Linked DNA regions of Ovis aries: region 2 is linked to region 1. Evidence: chromatin contacts called from public Hi-C data. All regions are on one chromosome and are shown on one strand. Each heading gives the region's core, a stretch centred on a gene start, on an enhancer-like site or on the middle of the called end of the contact. The rest is flanking DNA. Distances are from core to core; before and after follow the strand shown.

What was found. Hi-C and Micro-C count contacts between places; a contact is called where the count stands out from the background.
Region 2: a Hi-C map of hypothalamus shows a contact between it and region 1, with 4 times the contacts expected there. The contact joins two enhancer-like sites. A contact is called at or near these places in 2 of 16 Hi-C or Micro-C datasets (hypothalamus and tail adipose tissue).

What each region holds. Positions count from the first base shown.
Region 1 is chr2:156,979,674-156,985,419 of ARS-UI_Ramb_v3.0, reverse strand. It overlaps FMNL2 (formin like 2), which reads left to right. Exons shown (of 26, transcript XM_060409919.1): 18 at 1-19; 19 at 147-227; 20 at 1,749-1,878; 21 at 4,587-4,750; 22 at 5,694-5,746. Among named protein-coding and RNA genes, the nearest start is that of PRPF40A, 79 kb to the right of the region's middle. Within about 2 kb of position 3,874, at least 11 of the 54 cell types and tissues checked have an H3K27ac peak or open chromatin away from gene starts, as enhancers often do. A contact at or near this core is called in hypothalamus, where this site is marked.
Region 2 is chr2:157,132,731-157,138,306 of ARS-UI_Ramb_v3.0, reverse strand. All of the region lies in intron 1 of FMNL2 (formin like 2), which reads left to right. Among named protein-coding and RNA genes, the nearest start is that of FMNL2, 160 kb to the left of the region's middle. Within about 2 kb of position 4,071, at least 11 of the 54 cell types and tissues checked have an H3K27ac peak or open chromatin away from gene starts, as enhancers often do. A contact at or near this core is called in hypothalamus, where this site is marked.

The DNA.
Region 1 (5,746 bases), core at 2,625-5,124:
ACTCAAGAAAATCCTGGAGGCAAGTGAAGTTTTCCTTTCACGCATTATGCACGTATGGAAGAGCTGACTTGTCAGTTGCATTCCTCGGCTGGGGAGTGTCTGAGATGCTGTCCTGATGGGCTAATCTTTTCTCTTGTTCTTTACAGATCATCTTGGCCCTTGGAAACTATATGAATAGCAGTAAACGAGGAGCAGTTTATGGATTTAAACTTCAGAGTTTAGATCTGGTGAGTGGGTTAAAAGAAATACAAGAGTTATATGAGAGATGAAACAGCTGGCAAAGATTAAACCCTGAAGCAGAGAGATTCTGCTCTGGGAAGCAGGGTGGGATATTTTGATGAAGATTCTCTGCTAGTGGGAGGATCAGTTGGTACAAATTTTCTGAAACACCATTTGGCAGCGGGTACTTCAAATGTTAGGAATACTCATACCTTGTGACCCAGTATTTCCATTTTTAGGACTCTTTCCTCAGGAGTCAGAAGTATGGATTCTGTTGTTTTATTTATAATTGCAAACAATTAGCAACAATGTAACAGAGAAGGCAGTGGCACCCCACTCCAGTACTCCTGCTACAGTCCATGCGGTTGCTAAGAGTCTGACATGACTGAGTGACTTCACTTTCACTTTTCACTTTCACGCATTGGAGAAGGAAATGGCAGCCTACTCCAGTGTTCTTGCCTGGAGAATCCCAGGGACGTGGGAGCCTGGTGGGCTGCCGTCTATGGGGTCGCACAGAGTTGGACACGACTGAAGTGACTTAGTAGTAGCAACAATGTAAAGATTGGACATTTGGGGAAATGATTAAATATGCTGTAATAATAGTTGATCCAATGAGCTCTCCTCCAAGTGTAAGAATATTTGTGAAGAGTTTTAAAAGGAATAGGTAATTTGATGTTTAGGAAAGAAAGGGTGTAAGTTGTCTATACAGTTTGATTTTTAAGTAAAATATGGAAGAAAAACCCGAATGGAAGTAGTCAGGTGTTAACAGAGAGGTTGAATGGAATTAGGAAATTCTTTAAAGCTTATTTTTATTTTTCTGTGTTGTCTAAAAAAAAAAAAAGATTTTTTTTTCCTCCTTCTTGGATGGAGAAGGGTGCTCTGCTTTTCAGTCACCTGACTTGTGTGAATAGCACTAGAGAAAATGCTCTGTGGAGCCCTGTCCCCCAGGCTGTATGGGGTACCATGATTTCACAGGAGCCTCTGGGGCAGTGGGTGGAGTCCCCGGCCCAGGGCTAGGCGTTATTTGATGGGGAGTGTGTATTAAGTCTCAGTTCTGGCCCCTAGGAGGCCACAGTCCATTGAGCACATCTGCTTTGGGTTGGGAAATAAAAGCGGCCAAGTGGGATGTGAGGACTGTGGGGAAAGGACCTCTGCCTGCCAGGGCACACCTGTGCTCACCTGCCAGTTCCAGCCCCAACCCCACTCTGGCCTTTACTTGGGGAGCAGAGCCTGGAGTCTTGCTGCTTGTAAGCACCGGGGAGGCGGTGGGGCGGATGGGGACAAGGAGTTCCCGTGAGGAGAGAAATGTGAACGGCTCTCGTGCTTAGAGTCGTCTCTGAAGTTGGGTGTATCCCCTGGTCATGAAGTCCTCTTGTCACTTAATAATCCATGGGCTGGTTCACGTGAGAACCAAGCTGACTCTCCTGTGGGGGTGTTTTCCGTCTCCTCTGGGGTTCCTGTGCACAGGTGTTTATTCTGAGTGGGAGGATGTCATCTTTACTCTAACCTGTGTCCCCTCTGGTTTTCAGCTCTTAGATACGAAGTCAACGGACCGAAAGCAAACGCTTTTGCACTATATATCCAATGTCGTAAAAGAAAAATATCAACAAGTGTCCCTCTTTTATAATGAGCTTCATTATGTGGAGAAAGCTGCTGCAGGTACTCAACTTCAGCTTTTAACATTACTGTTGGGTGTAAATGCCTTGAGTCATGGGGGAACCATTCCCTGTGTAAATAGCACTCCTCAGAACCCTTCTATGAGAGTGAGGCTAAAATATCAGAGGCTCTGAGCTGAAACACATTGGCTATGGTGCTGCCCATTCCTGGGATCAATAACAAACATGCACATAAAGGTGACCTTAGTGTCCTCTTTATAAAGATCCAGGTCTTTGGGGCTCATGCGACTTCCCTCTTCCATCTGTTGCCCTTTTTATTCTGTTCCTGTCATTTTCTTTTTTTTTTCACTTTTTGGGTATGCCTCTCAGCATGTGGGTTCTTAGTTCCCCGACTAGGGATCAAACCTGTGTCCCTCTGCACTGGAAGCATGGAGTCTTCACTGGAACACCAGGGAAGTCCCTGTTGCTGTTATTTGACGTAAGAGAATGAGAATCTAAGATTCAGCCCCAACAAATTCTTTAATTAAATTTTGTGCCGTCCTACTTGCACAGGTGTGGCAGTTCTAAACGTTTGTGTTTAGCCTGAATTATCAGAAATTATCAGTAATTCTCGTTGCTGTGACAGTTGGGAATTTTTTTGTATAAATCACCAATGACCCTGAGATTGTGGCTCTGTACTGGGTAATAGAATCCTTATGTTTCAAGTGAGAAAACTTGACATTTTTTATAGATTAAATGCCTTTACCAAGGATACATGGCTAGAAAGTGATAGAAACACAGCTCAAGGAACTCCCCTGGTGGTCTAGTGGTTTTAGGAAGCTGCCTGCCAGTGCATAAGACATGGGCTTGATCCCATGTCCAGGAAGATCCCACAAGCCACGGCACAATGAAGCCCGTGTGCCACAACTACTGAGCCTGTGCGCCGCAACAGGAGAAGTCAGCGCGGCAATAAATAAATAATAATAATTTAAAAGCGAAAGGAACTTGAACTCAGGTTGTCTGCTCATATGCATTTCTCTTCTGGTGGAGTGATTTCCTTCCTTTTCAAGTTTCCCTTTGTCTAAATTAAGGGGTTTTAGCATCACAATTCTAATTAAGAAAAAACAAGTTTAAAAATTTCCTATAGCTCATTTTGGCCCAAATGAGATTCCCCTAAAGTGTCATTTCAAAAAACCCAGTGGGGGAGATTGGGGAGATTGAGGTGCTCTCTGACAGACTTGTTTTCTGCATTCTCACTCTGGGGCCCACGTGGATTCCTTTATCTATTCATTTATTTTTACTGTGGTAGAAGTCATGTAATATTAAAAAGTACCGTTTAACTATATTCACCCGTGCAGTCCAGGGACACTGATCAGTGTGGATGTGTAAGTACATTCACTTTGCTGCGCAGCTCTCACCATGATCCGTCTCCTGAATTTTTCCCTTTCCTAAACTGAATCTCTGTCCCCATTAAACACTAACTGCCCATCCTTTGTCCCCTCCCCACCCCACCCCCAACCCCTGGCCTCTACCAATGTACTTTCTGACTCTCTGAATTTGACTATTCTAGATATCTCATATAAAATGAAATCAAACAGTACTTGTCTGCACCTAATGTATATTGGAATGCCTTTTTAAGTTTGATATGTGACAGATTCTTTATCCCGCCCCTCGTTTATTCATTCACTCCTTCCTTTAGCCAGGAAACCTTTTTTGAGTTCCTGCTTTGTACTTGTTACTGGCCTAAGCACTGAGGAGTCAGAGATGAATAACACAGTGTGGGTCTAGCTCGGGAAAAACATGCTACTTTGTTCTATAATTCCTCCCTGTGCAGAGCTGAGTCAGGGAATGGGGAGCCGGAGGTGGGGCTCGGACCTCCTGCAAGAGGCTGCAGGGGTGAAGCCTCCCTGGGCGGATGGCTACCCTGCAGATGGAAAGATTCCTGCTCATAATCCCTTCTGAAGCACGGAAGGGTTGTTAGCAAAAAGAAGCTGTTCCAGGTTGCTTTGGGTCCTGGTGGTCAGGACAACTGAAATTCAGTAGGTGAAATGCTGCCCCCTGCTGGAGAGTCATAGAAATGCAGAAGAGTTCAAGGGCTTCCCTTGTGGCTCAGCTGGTAAAGAATCTGCCTGCAATGTGGGAGACCTGGGTTTGATCCCTGGGTTGGGAAGATCCCCTGGAGAAGGGAAAGGCTACCCACTCCAGTATTCTGGCCTAGAGAATTCCATGGACTATACAGTCCATGGGGTCACAAAGAGTCAGACACGACTGAGTGACTTTCACTTCACTTCACTTCACTTCACTTCACTTCACTTCACTCACCGCTTAGAGGATAAGCTCTTGGGCCAGTCAGTTAAGGAACCTCTGAGCCTATAGGCTAAGCAATAGGTTATCACATCCAGTAAGAGGAGTGGAATAGTTGGAAACAAACACAAGATTTGGGGTCCGTTATTTGTTATCCAGACTCCATCTCTGCCACCTCCTAGCTTGTGACATGAGGAAGCCCGTGTGACTTCTTCGTGCTGCTTTTCCTCGTCAGCAACGTGGGCTGATGGTACAAATGAATTAGTGCATATAAGGGGTTTACTGCAGTGCTTGATGGTGAGCGCTTAGTAAATCCCTGCTATGGAAGCCTCTCTTCACTGAAGACTGGAAACCAGATCCCAGGCTCTTGCATAACCCTGGTAGCCCACTGAGGAGTCGGCTTCCCAGTGAGAATTCACTGTGGCTTTGACCTTTCCCACTGAAGTCACCTTGCTTTCCCTACTTCAGTGTCCCTCGAGAATGTTTTACTGGACGTCAAGGAGCTGCAGAGGGGCATGGACTTGACCAAGAGGGAGTACACCATGCATGACCACAACACGCTGTTGAAGGAGTTCATCTTCAACAATGAGGGGAAGCTGAAGAAGCTGCAGGACGATGCCAAGATTGCCCAGGTCAGTGTCTGTGTCCCCGACCTCCGTGAAGAAGAAGGAATTGGATTCCGTAAAGCCACCTGGGGTCCTGTCCTGACAATGGGGGGTAAATTCCCCTCTGTCTGCTGAGGATAGATACCCTGTGTAACTGTGCTCAGCAGGGATAGGGTCTTTCTGCATTTGTGCCTGGAGATGTCCCTGGCCTGCTCATTGTCCTCTTCTAATCTGAGTTTTTCTTGAGGCCCACCCCTGCTTCCCATCCATCCCTAGGCTCCCTTTACCATGAGTCCTGTATTCAGTTCACCTCAACCAATACACGTCTGGCCTGTGCTCAGCAGAGCAGTGTTTGCAGTGTGTTGGGTTTCTGTGGGACTTGACCTTGCAATCTTTCGCCACACTGGGGGTCAAGTTACGTACTTGAGAAGCAGCCAGAGTGGACTGGACACCATCACAGAAAGGGGAGGCTGTGTCAGGGGAACCCAGGAAGCAGACGTGTTGGGCTGGCTCCCGTGTGAGGCTGGCTGCCTTGTGTCCCAGGAGGATTTGGGCAAAGACATGAGTGCCCTGCTGTGGGACCCCTGGAAGGAGTGTGGAAGCAGTGAGCTGGAGTCTGACCAGTTTCTAAGGTCCCTTCTGACTTGGTCGACTTTAAGGAGTCCTCCCATGGCCTGAGGACACTCTTGTAAGGAGAAGCTCCTCGTGTATGTGTGTCTGTGTGTGTCTGTGTGTGTGACTGTGTGTGTGTGTCTGTGTGTGACTGTGTGTGTGTGTGTGTGTGTGTGTGTCTGTGTGTAAAGTGGCAGGAGTTCCCAGGGATGGCTTTGGGTTGCCTTAACACAGGCTGTGGAGAATCATGGGAGGTGAGGGAGAGCAGAGGCCAGAGAGTTGCAGGGGCCCCTGCAGCTCTTTCCCAAGTTCACATGCTGGAAAAAATGACATTTAAGAGAAATTCACTTTTTCACAGGATGCCTTTGATGACGTGGTGAAGTATTTTGGAGAAAACCCCAAGACGACACC
Region 2 (5,576 bases), core at 2,822-5,321, 150 kb before region 1:
TTTGTGACCCCATGGACTGCAGCATGCCAGGCTTCCCTGTCCATCACCACGTCCTGGAGCTTGCTCAAACTCGTGTTCATCGAGTTGGTAGAACCATCCAACCATCTCATCCTCTGTTGTCCCTTTCTCCTCCTGCCTTCAATCTTCTCAGCATCAAGGTCTTTTCTAATGAATCAATTCTTCACATCAAGTGGCCAAAGTATTGAAGCTTCAGTTTCATTATCAGTCCTTCCAACGAACATTCAGGACTAATTTCCTTAGGATTGACTGGCTGGATCTCCTTGCTGTCCGAGGGACTCTCAAGACCTTCTCCAGCACCACAGTTCAAAAGCATCAATTCTTCGGCTCTCAACTTTCTTTATGGTCTGACTCTCTCATTCATACATGACTACTGGAAAAACCATAACTTGACTAGACAGACCTTTGTTGGCAAAGTAATGTCTCTGCTTTTTAATATGTTGTCTAGCTAGATGATCATTGTATAATGCATCTCTTCATTCTGCCTTCAGAACACTTTCTTTACTTTATGTAATTTCTTGCTAGAATAATTTCTACTTCCAAAAGCAACTGGGATAGATTAAATTGAAGCTCACGGTCAGTCTATAAAAACAGGAACTTGATGTCAGGGAAGATTTTTGTAAGATTGCTTGCTATAAAAAAGAGTATCAGAAATATTTCAGTAATGCTTTTTAGCAAGGAAATTAGTTCAATATTTTTGGCTTTGTCATCTTGTTAATAGATGTGCTCTTTTGTTATTACAGTCTTGACTTTTATCAGCTGGAGAATGATCTTGGTTTAAGTGCTTTGAAATTACGGATTTTTTTCATCCATTTTAATCTAATGCTTTGTAAGTGGGATGCTCAGTTATAGAGTGGAATTAGGAAAATCCTCTTTCCCTTATCTTTCACCCTTTTTCATATTTGTGTTGAATTAATTAGCTATGAATCAGACAAACTGGTATTTTAAAAGATCTGGAATCTAAGCATTTTTTGCGGTTTATTCATCCCTTGTTCCTACTGACACTAAATTTTTCTCAGCACCTAAGCAGATCTTGTTCCATTATTGAACTTCCTAATTGAACTTAGAAATTAGAAACAAATAAACAATAGAATGGGAAAAACTAGAGATCTTGCCTGGCAAATCCCATGGACAGAGGAGCCTGGTAGGCTGCAGTCCATGGGGTCTCTAGGAGTCAGACACGACTGAGTCACTTCACTTTCACTTTTCACTTTCATGCACTGGAGAAGGAAATGGCAACCCACTCCAGTGTTCTTGCCTGGAGGATCCCGGGAGCAGGGGAGCCTGGTGGGCTGCCACCTACGGGGTCGCACAGAGATGTTCATGACTGAAGCGACTTAGCAGCAGTAGAGCTCTTTTCAAGAAAATTAGAGATACCAAGGGAACATGCAAAGATGGGCTCAATCTTTCATGCAAATCATCTTTCATGCAAAGATAGGCTCAGTAAAGGACAGAAATGGTAGGGACCTAACAGAAGCAGAAGATATTAGGAAGAGGTGGCAAGAATATATAGAAGAACTGTACAAAAAAGATTTTCACGACCCAGATAATCATGATAGTGTGATCACTCACCTGAAGTCAGACATCCTGGAATGTGAAGTCAAGTGGACCTTAGGAAGCATCACTATGAACAAAGCTAGTGGAGGTGATGGAATTCCAGTTGAGCTATTTCAAACACTGAAAGATGATGCTGTGAAAGTGCTGCACTCAATATGCCAGCACATTTGGAAAACTCAGCAGTGGCCACAGGACTGGAAAAGGTCAGTTTTCATTCCAATCCCAAAGAAAAGCAATGCCAAGGAATGCTCAAACTACCACACAATTGCACTCATCTTACACACTAGTAAAGTAATGCTCAAAATTCTCTAAGCCAGGCTTCAGCAATATGTTAACCATGAACTTGCAGAAGTTCAAGCTGGATTTAGAAAAGGCAGAGGAACCAAAGATGAAATTGCCAACATCTGATGGATCATGGAAAAAGGAAGAGAGTTCCAGAAAAACATCTATTTCTGCTTTATTGACTATGCCAAAGCCTTGGACTGTGTGGATCACAAGAAACTGTGGAAAATTTTGAAAGAGATGGGAATACCAGACCACCTGACCTGCCTCTTGAGAAACCTGTATGCAGGTCAGGAAGCAACAGTTCCAACTGGACATGGAACAATAGACTGGTTCCAAATAGTGAAAGGAGTACGTCAAGGCTGTCTATTGTCACCCTGCTTATTTAACTTATATGCAGAGTACATCATGAGAAACACTGGGCTGGAGGAAGCACAAGCTGAAATCAGGATTGCCAGGAGAAATGTCAGTAACCTAAGATATGCAGATGATACCTCCCTTATGGCAGAAAGCGAAGAAGAACTAAAGAGCCTCTTGATGAAAGTGAAAGAGGAGACTGAAAAAGTTGGCTTAAAGCTCAACATTCAGAAAACGAAGATCATGGCATCCGGTCCCATCACTTCATGGGAAATAGATGGGGAAACAGTGGCTGACTTAATTTTTTGGGGCTCCAAAATCACTGCAGATGGTGATTGCAGCCATGAAAGTAAAAGACACTTACTCCTTGGAAGGAAAGTTATGACCAACCTAGATAGCATATTCAAAAGCAGAGACATTACTTTGCCAACAAAGGTCCATCTAGTCAAGGCTATGGTTTTTCCAGTGGTCATGTATGGATGTGAGAGTTGGACTGTGAAGAAAGCTGAGCGCTGAAGAATTGATGGTTTTGAACTGTGGTGTTGGAGAAGACTCTTGAGAGTCCCTTGGACTGCAAGGAGATCCAACCAGTCCATCCTAAAGGAGATCAATCCTGGGTGTTCATTGGAAGGACTGAGTTTGGAGCTGAAACTCCAGTACTTTGGCCACCTGATGCGAAGAGCTGACTCATTAGAAAAGACCCGTATACTGGGAAAGATTGAGAGTAGGAGAAGGGGATGACAGCGGATGAGATGGCTGAATGGCATCACCGACTTGATAGACGTGAGTCTGAGGGAACTCCTGGAGTTCGTGATGGACAGGGAGGCCTGGCGTTCTGCGATTCATGGGGTCGCAAAGAGTCGGACACAACTGAGTGACTGAACTGAATTGATATTTTTTTTAACAAGAAGCAATATTCATTATTATGAAGCAGTACTCATGGAAAAAAGAAAATAACTGAGATATTAGTGATTGTTCTGTTTTTTGTTCCCCTTTCACATTGTTTTGCAAGATTATTTCATTGCCTCTCTAACAATATTCATGAAAACAGAGTCAACAGAAATTCTTTCCCTAGTACTGCCCAATAGGATACCAGCCATAACCTTGAGTAGGAGAGTAGATGTTTGTTTCCTAGCTTTAAAGAATGTATAATGTTGTTAGATTAGCGAGAGATTCATTTTAAAGCAATGATTAGAAGCAGTTAATGATTTAAATAGGTATTGTAAGAATAAGTTACAGATGGTATGGTGCAGTCTGTAAGAACTACAGAAACTTAAAGAAGGCTGAGATTGTTGTGCAATTATGGAAAGTGTTCTTAAGGAAGAGGAAGTTGAGAGGTGGAACTATTTTCTCACTGAACTTGTCCTTATTTTAAATTGAGGATTGGATAAGCTTCCAGTTTAATGTCTTTTTTCCCTTTTAAGTAATGCCTGAGAGTTCTGAAAATGTTCTTTATAAGGAAAAATAGAAGAATCTTTTAAAACTCAGCTGTCCTTTCTAGAAGAATGTGTACTAGGTAAAAAGAGACTAAGGTGCTGATAAAATGAATGTCTCAGTCAGTTTTCATTTGGGCATGTAGAGTAGCTGGCAATTAGAATCTTGCAATTTTTCTTAGAAAAGCATGAATACCCATTTCAAGTATTACCAAATCATTCGGCTCATATAGGCTACTGGCTTGGTGAGGACACAGGCTTGGTTAAAAACAAAAGAAAATGCACATTGTTGATTTACAAATAAAGAAAGCCAGCTGCAGATCCTGGTGAACCCTTTTAACCATCTTCCCCAGGAAGGATGCAGCGCTGGGTAAGTCAGACTGAGGTCTCTGGAAAACTGCCTGATATATAAACAAGGGCCGGCCAGTGTGAGGCCGGAGGAAGGGGGCCATCTTCAGGAAGCTGTGAGCTTTCCCTTTTGTAGAGTGATTGGTTGGACCAAAATGTTAAAGGGCCATTGACCGCAGTGTTGCTGTACTTCCTAGTTCACTCTCAAGATCTGACCCCAAATAACAAGCACTGTTTTCAACACAAAGGACAGAACTGTTAAAAAGCGACCAAGTACAGAACAAATCTGATTGTAAAATAAGGCTTATAAACTGCACTAAGTGCGATGGGAGCCAAATTTATAGAGAAACTACCACTGAGATGATAATATTCCAATGTTTTCAGTTTCAGTAGTGTTTCAAGTTGGCTTCAGAAACACATGGTATTCAATAAACACTTCTTAATTTGCTGCTAGTTTCTTTCCTTTCAGAGAGCCACGGAATGAAATTGATTTGAGAATTATCATTTGGATTTAATGAACAGTTTAAAAAATGTTAATCTCATTGTGGTGAATGAGTTTTTACCCACCAAACAATTGCACAGTGAGTTCATAATGATTTTAAATTTGATTCAGAATGAAAGGTTTTATGAAGTGCACTATGTCATGTCCCTTGGCTCTTGTCGAAGAAAGTCCTATGTTGTAAGCCTGTTAGAGCAGTGACGTGGTCCGCTTTGGGACTCTTGGTTCTGAAAACACATGATCAGGGCCATGCAGGTTTTATTTATATGACAGATATTTACTGTACACCTGTTGAGTTGTAGGTAGTATGTGTGGAACATGTGAGTCACTTCTACAAAGTCAGCTATTTTGTTTTAGCTCAGGTCGATTAACAAAAAGAAAACATTTGAAGAATATGTGGAACACTTGGGGATTCTTCACTGAAACACCTTATTTGGCTGTGCTGTCTGCCTGCTAGTAATACTTCTATTATTGTATACTATACAGTCTCTTAATGTAAAGGGCAGTTCAGAGTTCTCTTAGGAAAAGCTTTTATTAAAAATATTAAGAGGCAACAGGAGAGCCATTCAGGATTGGAATATCATTGAGTTCCACTGCAATTCCAGGTAATGCCTTTGATGTAACAGGCACATGTCATCTGTAAGTTTTATCATGCTCCTGTTCTATGAAGATCACATGACCAGACAAAGGGACTCTGAAGATTGATGCGATGTTCATGCTCTAAAAACCTCATAGTTGTCAGCGCTGACACATACCCCCAGCGCACATGGGTGCATACACAGACATGACTAGATAGCATGTACCAAGTGTTAATTGACCAGAATGATTTGTTTAGTGTTTAAAACTAGAGATTGACAGGGGTAGCTATTCTGAAGTTGTGTTACTTTTACTCGTTAATTTTAGCATCCATTGATTCCCTGTCTGAAATAATTATTGCTGTGTTGCTTGCCAAATGGTGGTTTTTTAATTTCAGCCATCCATCCTTCATTTATTAGTTGGCATTCTGCTTTAGTGAGGAAGAGCTGTTGCTTGTTCCCTCATTGTTTATTCAATTATTTGTATCAGTACAGATTTGTGGATAT